Regions from separate parts of the Mus musculus genome. Here region 1 is linked to region 2. The links are chromatin contacts, called in public Hi-C maps. All regions are on one chromosome and are shown on one strand. Each heading gives the region's core, a stretch centred on a gene start, on an enhancer-like site or on the middle of the called end of the contact. The rest is flanking DNA. Distances are from core to core; before and after follow the strand shown. Region 1 has its middle 22 kb from the start of Gm30792. Region 2 has its middle 23 kb from the start of Gm13479.

The links. A called contact is a pair of places that touch in the nucleus more often than the background predicts.
Region 1: a Hi-C map of 3T3-L1-derived adipocytes shows a contact between it and region 2, with 2.5 times the contacts expected there. The contact joins two enhancer-like sites. A contact is called at or near these places in 9 of 484 Hi-C or Micro-C datasets (3T3-L1-derived adipocytes, the G1E-ER4 cell line, the N1E-115 cell line and 1 more).

The regions. Positions count from the first base shown.
Region 1 is chr2:45,513,586-45,518,366 of GRCm38.p6, reverse strand. No RefSeq gene overlaps it. Among named protein-coding and RNA genes, the nearest start is that of Gm30792, 22 kb to the left of the region's middle. Within about 2 kb of position 3,381, at least 41 of the 459 cell types and tissues checked have an H3K27ac peak or open chromatin away from gene starts, as enhancers often do. A contact at or near this core is called in 3T3-L1-derived adipocytes, where this site is marked.
Region 2 is chr2:45,364,806-45,370,315 of GRCm38.p6, reverse strand. No RefSeq gene overlaps it. Among named protein-coding and RNA genes, the nearest start is that of Gm13479, 23 kb to the left of the region's middle. Within about 2 kb of position 2,870, at least 12 of the 459 cell types and tissues checked have an H3K27ac peak or open chromatin away from gene starts, as enhancers often do. A contact at or near this core is called in 3T3-L1-derived adipocytes, where this site is marked.

The sequences.
Region 1 (4,781 bases), core at 2,132-4,631, 150 kb before region 2:
TTAGGTGAACACGCAGAATTGCTTTGTACTGTTTATTTACCTAAACTGACTGTCAAATTAATTTGGTATTTTTCTTTTTAACTATCCACTAGATAAAGAGCAACAGATTCATTATTCTTTTGGAAATTAGACTTTACAAAACAAATGTGTTTGGTGAAACCAAAATGAATCAGCCAATAGGAAAAGCAAGCATTACTTCCTATTAATGAATCACCCAGAAAAGGTTGCAGCAATTCATTTTTATTGCAACCCATCTTTCAAGGTTCCCATTGAATCCAGCCAATTGTAGGAAATATGATCCCCCAGGAGAATAAGGCATGGCCTTTGGAGAGTTCTCACCGTTGTTTATAACTTTCCACATTTTCCTTCAAGGGTTTATTTTCTTTATAGAAGGGAAGGGAGGAGAGAGGAGAGAGAGAGAGAGAGAGAGAGAGAGGAACGAAGGAAAAAGAGAGATGGAAAGAAAGAAAGAAAGAGAGAGAGAGAGGGGGGGGAGGGAGGGAGGGAGAGACAGAGAGAAAAAAAGAAAAGAAAGGAAGGAAGGAAGGAAGGAAGAAAGAAAGAAAGAAAGAAAGAAAGAAAGAAAGAAAGAAAGAAAGAAAGAAAGAAAGAAAGAAAGGAAAGAAGGAAGAAAGGGAGGGAGAGACAGAGAGAAAGAAGAAAGAAAGAAAGAAAGAAAGAAAGAAAGAAAGGAAGAAAGGAAGGAAAGAAGGAAGGAAGGGAGGGAGAGACAGAGAGAAAGAAGAAAGAAAGAAAGAAAGAGAGAGAGACAGAAAGAAAAAATAAAGAAAAGAAAGAAAAAGAGAGAAAGAGAGAAGGGTGAAGAAGGAAGGAAAGAAGAAAGGAAGGTAGAAAGGAAAGAAAGAAGGAAGGAAGGGATGGAGGGAGGGAGGGAGGGAGGGAGGGAGGGAGGGAGGGAGGGAGGGAGAGTAGATTTCAACTAGTTAAGTGTAAGACCAGAAACCATTTCAACAATTAGTTTCTATATTGGTCTAGCCTGGTTTCGTCTGCTCTCAGAAACCCTTCACCTACTTGGTTTCTTTCTTCAGGGATCTTCAGCTTAGACATGGGATGAAGCTTAGAGTTCTGTAGGAGGAAGCTTCCCAAATATGCCACTTCTGAATCCAGCATTTAGAAATGTGACATGTGGGGGACAGCAGTACATTTGCAGACAGACCTATGGTGGTTGCCTTTCCTGCTACCACTACCTTGTTTGCTTCACAATTGTGTAAGGAAACACAATGCAAAGCAACTTAGAGTCAAACAATTCTAGCCTCACCACCATAGGTTCTTTCCTTTAGCATGCACGGGGACGGGGGGCACAATATTGTGCACAATATCTTCTTGCCACCTTTATTTCCTAGTCTATAAAATAGGAATCAAAATAATCATGATTCAATGGAAATACAATGAGATAGCACATGCAAATTCAGATTGAAAAAAATAACACAGCTTCTCCAACATGAGTTTCCAGTTAGTTGAGTGGATACAAACATTATCTTCTCAAAGTTGATCACAATGTAGGAGAGACAGTTCAGCAACAACCATGGGCCATTTCTATTTCCCCAAAGTGCACAGTGTTTAAAGACTTGACATTATGAAAGTATATTGTCTTCATTAATTTATGTTAATTTTTAATGTTGGTATGACTCTATTGCATAATATATACAGAAGCCTCTGTGTATGGTGGTATGCATATATACATGAACACATGCACTAAAAACACATAGATATTGCAGGGTGAAAGAGTTTTGACCTCCAAGAAAGCAGATTTTCATTAAAGTCTTAATCTAGGACATAATACCAAGCATTAATTGTAACAGTGGCTACTTTTAGTTTAATAAGAAAAGAAAAAAATTGCTTAAAAATGAATTGTATATTGAAATTAGCAAAAAAATCCCATTCTATATATATTTATTATAGTGTCTGAAATTAAACTTTCTAATTTTATAGTTACACACACTGGAATGGTATGTGCAATGTACACTTATTTTCCTTTGTATCTGTAAATCATGTTTTTGCTTTGACATCTATCAATTTCCTGTCAAAGCTAAGAGCTTATTTCCTGTGGGAACAGATCCTTATGGGTCTAACATCAGATACCTAGATGGGTAAGTTGTATGTTTGATGCATGGTGACATTAATGTAATATTATGATGGATATCTATTAGCAGGTACATCACCCGAACACACACTCTCTGAACATCTTTGACAGAGGCTGCCCTTTCCCTGTCTGTCAATCCACACTAGAATCATAAGAATGAGCAAATGTGACAGAAAAGGGCTATACCAATTATAGATGAAAGGATAGCATCTACTCCCACCATTTGATGTGATTTATTTGTTGGTCCTTCTGCATTTGGAGGCAGCACACTGCAGCTGTTTATGAAGTGACAAATGGTACCCAATGACAGTGAATGACTTCTCTAATCAATTTAACATGTCTAAATAGTGATCATGAATTGTGGGATTTGTTGAGTGTCTGTGAGTACAGAAATTACTGAATAGTTTTCATTAAAACATATATTTCAAATATACACCTGGAATAGTAACATCAAAGATAACAGAAATAAGAATTTTTAATATAAGGATTAAGTTTTCAGGTGTGTTTTAAGTCCAGTATTTTAAACTTTTCCTTTTTTTTTTTTAAAAAAAAAGAGGTGTTAGTTTTTTAATAAGAGAAGTTTATGGGTTTTTTTTTCTTTTTTAGCTTTATTTGATAGAGGAAGGTCATAATTATCTTGGGTGGGAATATAGTGAAATTGTATAAAGTTTTGGTGGTTTATTTTTCCAAATATCAACTTAAGTTTAAGTTATTATCTAACCCCTTTTAATAAAACTCTTTTGTTATAAATGAATTTATCAATGAATCCACTGTGTACCTTTTATATTTTCTTGAAAACTATGTACTACGAGAGGGGTGGATTGCACTATCAGAGTTATTTCCCTGAACACTATGCATAATTGTTTGAACTTACACATAATTCAGACAAGTTTTTTTTCCCTCTTATAGATAACTAGTATAACAGAGGAAGTCACAAGCTGGGATAACTTTACACAAGAGTATTCACGTATTAATTTCAATTTGTTAGGAGTAGGTAGTCTTTTACATACTCAATACAAAGCACTACTGCTATAAGCCAAGAATGATTTTCCCCTATCTCTGTATTATTCAAATTTATTAAACAATATTTCATGTTTGTTTGACACAATGTCAAACTTGGGCTCCTAAAGAACTGCGGCAGCTTTGGGGCTGTTATGTTTTCTTGGACTTTAATCATTTTTGGCAAGGCTCCACTTCCTGTCAGAAAGTGAAACAGCTTTGGAATGTCATTTTCCCGAAAGAAAACAGAGAGAATCTGAGAGGAAGTTCTCCTCCACTCCAGATCCCCTAAGATACTCAAACACACTCACAGGAGGGCTGGAATACATCAAACATTAGCAGAGGGAAAAGGACACAATTTTCCCACATTAAAATACATGGATAAAGTTGAACTTCTGCTAAAAATAGTTCCCATGACTAATCCTATTAAGTTTAAAAAATTGGGCAGTATCCTCCTTGAAGTGGAATGACTCTCTACCATCACACTCTGCTGAGCCCACCACTCACCCTGAAGCTAGCAGCCCTTCAATATTAGGCCCTCATCTTTCTGTTTACAATGACATCAGACTTAAAGAGGACAGAGTAAGAATGAGAGAGAGAGAGAGAGAGAGAGAGAGAGAGAGAGAGAGAGAGAGAGAGACTTTATTCAACTCTAAGCTATCAAAGGACACCAAATATAAGATATGAGGATCAAAATTATCTCAGTATGCCAAAAATTCTAAAGTGCAATATACATCCTGTACAAATCTACAACATTTTCCCACCCAGTCTTAGACTCCCTGTGTGTCCCCAGGGAGCGATAACACTGCAGAAAGCAAACAAAGATTACTCCTAGCTGTGCCACTTCAAGATGAGAAATGTTGGATGTGACTTGAAGTAGAAAGATATAAACATCTCTCCTCTTTTGGAATTGCAAGCCCCTGGTTTTTGCATGTGAAAGTAGCAAACGAAGAGAGAAAAGGAAGGACTGAAGAAAAAATCACTAAAAAAGGCTGAGCAAGTTGAAAGGTTCTAACCCAAGTTGAGTGCTGTTGTATTCTAGTGAGGGGAAGCCAACACATACCCACCACTTCTGAATTAACAATGATAATCGATACTTTTCTAATCTTTCAGAAAGGGCAGTGACAGGAATATAAAGGAGCTGCAGAGAGTGTCATTCCATACTATGATATTGACATATGTTAGCTAAGTGATTAACAATAGAGAGGTTCAGCTATAGTGAAACCTGAACCCAGCTGATGCCATTAACACATACATCTGATGAACTCTACAGACCACATTAAACAGAGAGAGCACAACGACTATAGGAGAATGGCTTTTAATGAAATCATGTCTAAAAACGGAGGCTGATAAATGTCATCAAGGAGTTCTTTGTGGAACCGGGAGACAGTGACAATCATGCAGACAGTAATTTGAAGAGAAGAACAGGTAACACAGTCCCAAGTACACTGAGATGCCTTAGAGCTTATACACTTTTAAAGCAAAGTGGGTCATCTTTAAATACTGTATTATGATACTAAATAAACAAACAAACAAACAAACAAACCAGTTGATTTAGAGTTTTCCACATTGGCACTGAAGTATGCAATCCTATAAATTCACTATCATAAAACAAATAGTTTTTATTCACTAAATAGTACATATTTGAACCAATCCATAATTTACAAAAGTAGGTCAT
Region 2 (5,510 bases), core at 1,621-4,120:
TTTTTAATGACCTCTGTCTTACTCTGAAGGTTTTTAGAAAGAAGTTGGGTGAGGGGGTGGGGGGAGAGTTTTGTCAGAATGCTAAACGATTAACAAACATTATCAGATAAACCTTAATAGGAGGTGCTTATCAATCAAGTTTTATTGTAAAAGATGAAAGAAAAAAGCAAACATAACACACACTCTGTAACTGGGAGAAGACATGAAAACAGGGCAAAAGACATCTATGGGAGACAGAGTATGTTGCTGCCAAGCGCCTGCCATGCCATTTTGTCTTGAGGCCTTTAACTAAGACTCGATGCTTTTTAGTCTTTTGGATTCTCTGATACCAAGAGTGCACATCTATTACATGGCAGCATTCCAAGCTTCTCTGTTGGGCAAAATTTAACCCACCTGTGCCCTTGCTTTTAGCGTGACATTTCCCTGCATGGCAAGCCTGACCCTGTACATGAGCAACCCCTAACTCCCAGTGAGCTTGCTCACCTTCAACCCCTTGGGAGTCATGAGTCCCCGCTGAAATTCATACCAAAGCTTTGCATTCACAGCCGTGGAGAACAGCAGCTCTCTCTGGCAATTGTTACAAATGATCCTAGAGCTCTCAGGAGACCAACTTGCTGAGGAAGGCTAATGGTCACCAGGCTTTGAATGCACCCCCCCCCCCCCCACTATCCTGCTTAGGTTCCAAGAATTCACAATGAACAAGAGTGTAGAAAGAAATTAGAATTGTAGACATGCCAAAGGTGTCCCTTGGAGCAGTGTGTATATTGTGTTGTCATGTAAAAGAGCCCTTGAAAGATAAAGAAGCCGAGTCCAATTATATTACTGGTTCCATGTTCATCTGAAGCGTCAGACTTCCAAAGATATCACAGTGCCTGCAATAATGAATTCACCTCTTACTTCCAAAAAGACATTGGGAAATTAATTCCCAGTGCTAAGACAAATTTGGCAGGAGAACAGACACATTGCAATTTTCCAAGTTACCTGGCAATCGTTTCGAAATGTTATCTTGTGTAAAATGGCACTCTTGTGTCTTCCCCCACAGACATAGGCTGTTTGATTTCTGGTCTTTATTTTTTACTAAGTTAGAGAAGGCATATCCATTTTGATGCTGTCATAAAAGCATACCAGTTATCTGTCAGAAACATTTATATAGATGTATAAATATAATTTCACATAACAATACTAATTTTAATTATGAGTAAGTAAAATGCAATTAAAATTAAACCTTAGAAATAAATACATTAGAGATAAAGCTTGTTGTTATTGTACGATTATTATTGTATCTTATAATGGAAAATAGCTACAAAATAATTTAATCACAAACAGGACTACAATGAACTAATGTACTTTAAAACACAAATTTCTAGATTTATATATCAGAACCTAGGAGTGGCCACTTAAACCACATCAAAATTTAAGTCTTTGTCAGGGTACTTACTGAGCATGTGCAAGCACTGTGTTAAAACTGTAACTCTAGCAGCACAGGAAGCTAATAACCTAAATCTGTGATTTGAAGACATTGACAAATGAGAAGATGCACAAAATGTCCAGAGTTTGAAATGCTGAGTATGATCACGAGGAGCTCTCTGCCATCCACCCTTGTTCTCTTTATTACTGTGAAGAACCAGAATGCACAGATTCACAAGGGTCTCTTCTTTATCCTGGGCTCTCTTTGGACTCTATCAATCTACAGTCCCAAGAAGGGATATTTAAATCAATATTTCAGCAGGAGAGAGGAGAGACTGGGGAGGGAGAGAGAAAGGAAGGAGAGGGGGAGCAAGAGAGGGAAGGAGAGGTAGAGAGGGGGACAGAAAGGGAGAGGGAGGGGAAAAGGGAAGAGAGAGAGATGAGCCAGCCACAGCTGGCTACTCTTTCTTTTGGCAAAACTCAGCAGTGGCCATTACCCTTCTGTTTATGGCAACACAAACTATTTTATTTGAAAAGTCAGTCATTTCTATGATAGCAGTGGACATGTTTTCATCAACAGAGCAGTTCAGGAGGAAAAATTATATTATTAGCTAATTTTCATTTTATGAATTAGAATTTTTTTCTCTGCACAGACAGAAATTTCAAACCCCTCCAGAAATGGAAGTGTGCCCATGGATTGATGACTAAGATCGAGTTTCCAGTGTGCTAAGAACCTGCTCCAGTGAAAACATATTTTTAATTTGCTTTGAGGGTTATTTATTTTTTATTATTATGCTAAGGGTTTATAATTTAATGTCAAACATAATTTTGCACAAGTTCTGCGAGTGTACTCTGATGCGGTAGACAAGCCCGTGTGCCTGGCTGGCATGGTCTCAGACAACGTTTTGAGAAAATGGATCACCATTTGGCAGCTTGCCTGTCCATAAACTGCTCGGTAGAACAGAGAAAGGAAAAAGTTGCAAGGAATTCTCATGTCTTGCAGAAGGAAAGAAAGGAAAAGAGAAAATCCCAAGTAATACTAGGAAAAGGAAAGATAATTATACTCGTGGCTTTCTACTAGACTCAAGATAAACTGGCAAACCTAATTAAGAAATTAAAAGATTTCCAATTAGAAATTACAAAGTCATATTTATTATAAGTCATCAGCTAACTAAATGAAACAGTGTTTTAAACAGGAATATTTGTTTAAAATATGTATTAGTCACCAGTGTGTCTCCAAGCTTTAGGACTGGTTTGGTAAACATCCAGAAGCGTCTAGAGTGGGCCAAATGTTCTACAGTGAAGGAGAGATGAAAATGAAAACCGACTGTGGCTACTCTCTAGAACCTCTGCCTGACGGACCACCCGGCCAGTCCAGTGCAGTAAATGCATTGGTGCAGTTATACATGGGGTACTTTGGAGCACACAGAAGCTGCATCTAGCCAGGACTTGTGCAAGAGGTGAAATGTCAAATATGTCTCCAAATCTTATTGGGCAAGACATGTCTGTGCAGCAGACTTAGTGGTCCAAATAGAAAGTCAGAGAACCAAAAGGTTGGCTGGGCCAAATAAATGGTTGCTTGTATTTACCCATTCTCAAGCATAAATAACAGTAAGTATAGAGTTTGTTTGTCCTCAAGTCAATTTCACATGCTTTAGCTAACGTAGCTCTTCACCGCAGCCCTTGCAGTTGAAGCATGAGGTGTTTGACTGATGTCACTAACAAAATAAGAGCGAAGTGCATAATGAGAATCACATGAAACGTAATTATAGACTTTGCACCAATGCAAAATCAACAATGTTATCAATGTAACACAATCAATAAAAAACCAAATGTGTTTGTTGACTCCATATTCTCAATCAAAGTATGGGAGAAAATATGTCCTAGTTATTCCTATGTTATATGTCTGAAATAATACCCAAATAGCAAATAACCCTATCAGTGAGTAGGCAAACTAGCTAAAGAAATACTTCTCAATAGATACAAGAAAAAACATCCAACTCTTCAGCTATTAGGGAACTACAGTTCAAAAGAATAAAAGAAAGCAAAACTAAAAGCAAACAATTGAGTTGAGAGACAGGAGCCAGAAAATCTTGAATTTTAGGCCAGCCTAGGCTACATGATGAGTTAAGGGCCAGTCCTAATCTGCATAGTAAATGTCAAGGGTAGCCTAGGTTAAAGAATGAATTCAAGGCTGACTGGCCTTTTTATCAACATACCAATAAAAAATAACAAATTACAAAAATTTAAAAAAAATAAACTGTTGCACTAAGATGTCAAACATGCACCTTCATCCCTGTCACAATGGCTACCATCAAAAACAAACAAAAAAAAACAAAACAAAACAAACAAAAACAAAAAACAAAGTAACGAATCTAGTAAGGATGTATCACAAGTTTAATAGGTGCTGGGAGCTGTCTACAAGGACCCTACTCTGGTATGCACAAATAATTGGATGCCCTCCCCCCCACAGAAAAAGACAGAAGACCAAACATCAAAGAAAATTAGTGTAATAACTTCATCTGTTTGGGGTGGGAGAGATCTATAGATTTGTTGTCCTTTAAATGGATGCTGGCTTGGATTTTTTATAGCGACTGTGGACTTTCCCATTTCCAAGAGTGCCCTGTTTAGATATTGACCCCCAAGCCTTTGCACCGTTTCTCCCTGCAATGTCTTCTGGGAACTGGAGCTGCTATTTCAAGAAGCCTGCTTTCTCTTTCTTCCTCTACCTACGTCCTTGCTAATTCTTCTCCAAAAGAAATTTAAAAAACAAAACAAAGCTGTTGATGAGAATGCAAATTAGTCTATTTACCACAGAAATAAGTACCTTGACAAACTAAAAATAGAAGATCTTGGTTCGTTAGGTCAACAACACAAACTAGAATCAACTGGGAAGAGAGAGCCTCACTCACTTGAGGAAGTCCCTCCATCAGACTGACTTGAGGAATAGTCTGTGGGGCGTTTGCTTGGTTGATAACTGATGGAGGGTGGGCCACTGTGGGTGGTGCCACTCCTTGGCAGGTAATTCTGGGTATACAAGCAAGCTGGGCAAGCTAATACGGTTCAAGCCAGTAAGCAGCACTTCTCCGTGACTTCCGCTTCAGTTCTGCCCCCACACTCCTACCTTGAATGGAAACTTCTGCTTCCCTCAGTAATGGACTACAAGCCGTAAGATGAAGCGGCTTTGGTCCCTGTTTTATCACAATGATGAAAAGTAAGTTGGGACATTAAATACAGCATGCTGCAGTTATTTTATCCCTTGTCATATACTTGAAATAATGCAAAACATCATGCAGTAGAATACCAGCATACTTATGTTTAACAAAGCACTACTCAAAATAGGCAAGTTCTAGAATTAGGTGAAAGGATAAAAAACATGTGATGCATGTACAATAAGTATTACTTGGTCATAAAAGGGAATAAGATCACGTTACTTAGAGTGAAATAAATGGCATTAGACATGATGTTAAGTGAAATAAACCATATAGATACAGAAAGAAAAACATTTCATGGATAACCCAAGTTCTAAAACTAATTTTTTAAAAAGACATAAAGAGCCGGGTGGTGCACACCTTTAATCCCAGCACTCGGGAGGCAGGGGCAGGCGAATTTCTGAGTTCAAGGCAGGTGAATTTCTGAGTTCAAGGCCAGCCAGGACAGCCAGGGCTATACAGAGAAACTCTGTCTCGGAAAAAAAAAAAATTTAAAAAAAAAAAAAAGGACATAAAGGTGTAATGGGAACAATTTGGAAAAAGAAACGAAATCATGGAAGAGAAAATAAGACAAAACCCAGGGTAACTGTGGCTGATTGTGGTCAAAATAAATGATAAGTGTGGATAATAACATCAATTTAATAATAAATGTTCCATAAAAATAGTCATACAGGGAGTGACTCAGTGGTTAATAGCATTTGCTGCTCTAGTAGAGAACTCCGATTTGGTCCTCAGAATCACATGGTATCTAGCACCATCTTAAATTTCATCTCTAGGAGATCCAACACTCCCTTCTGGCCTCTGTTGACCCCAGCCATGAATGTGCTACACAAAGAGACATGCAAGAAAACACCTATGCATGCAAAATTTAAAATATTTGTTTTTTTTATA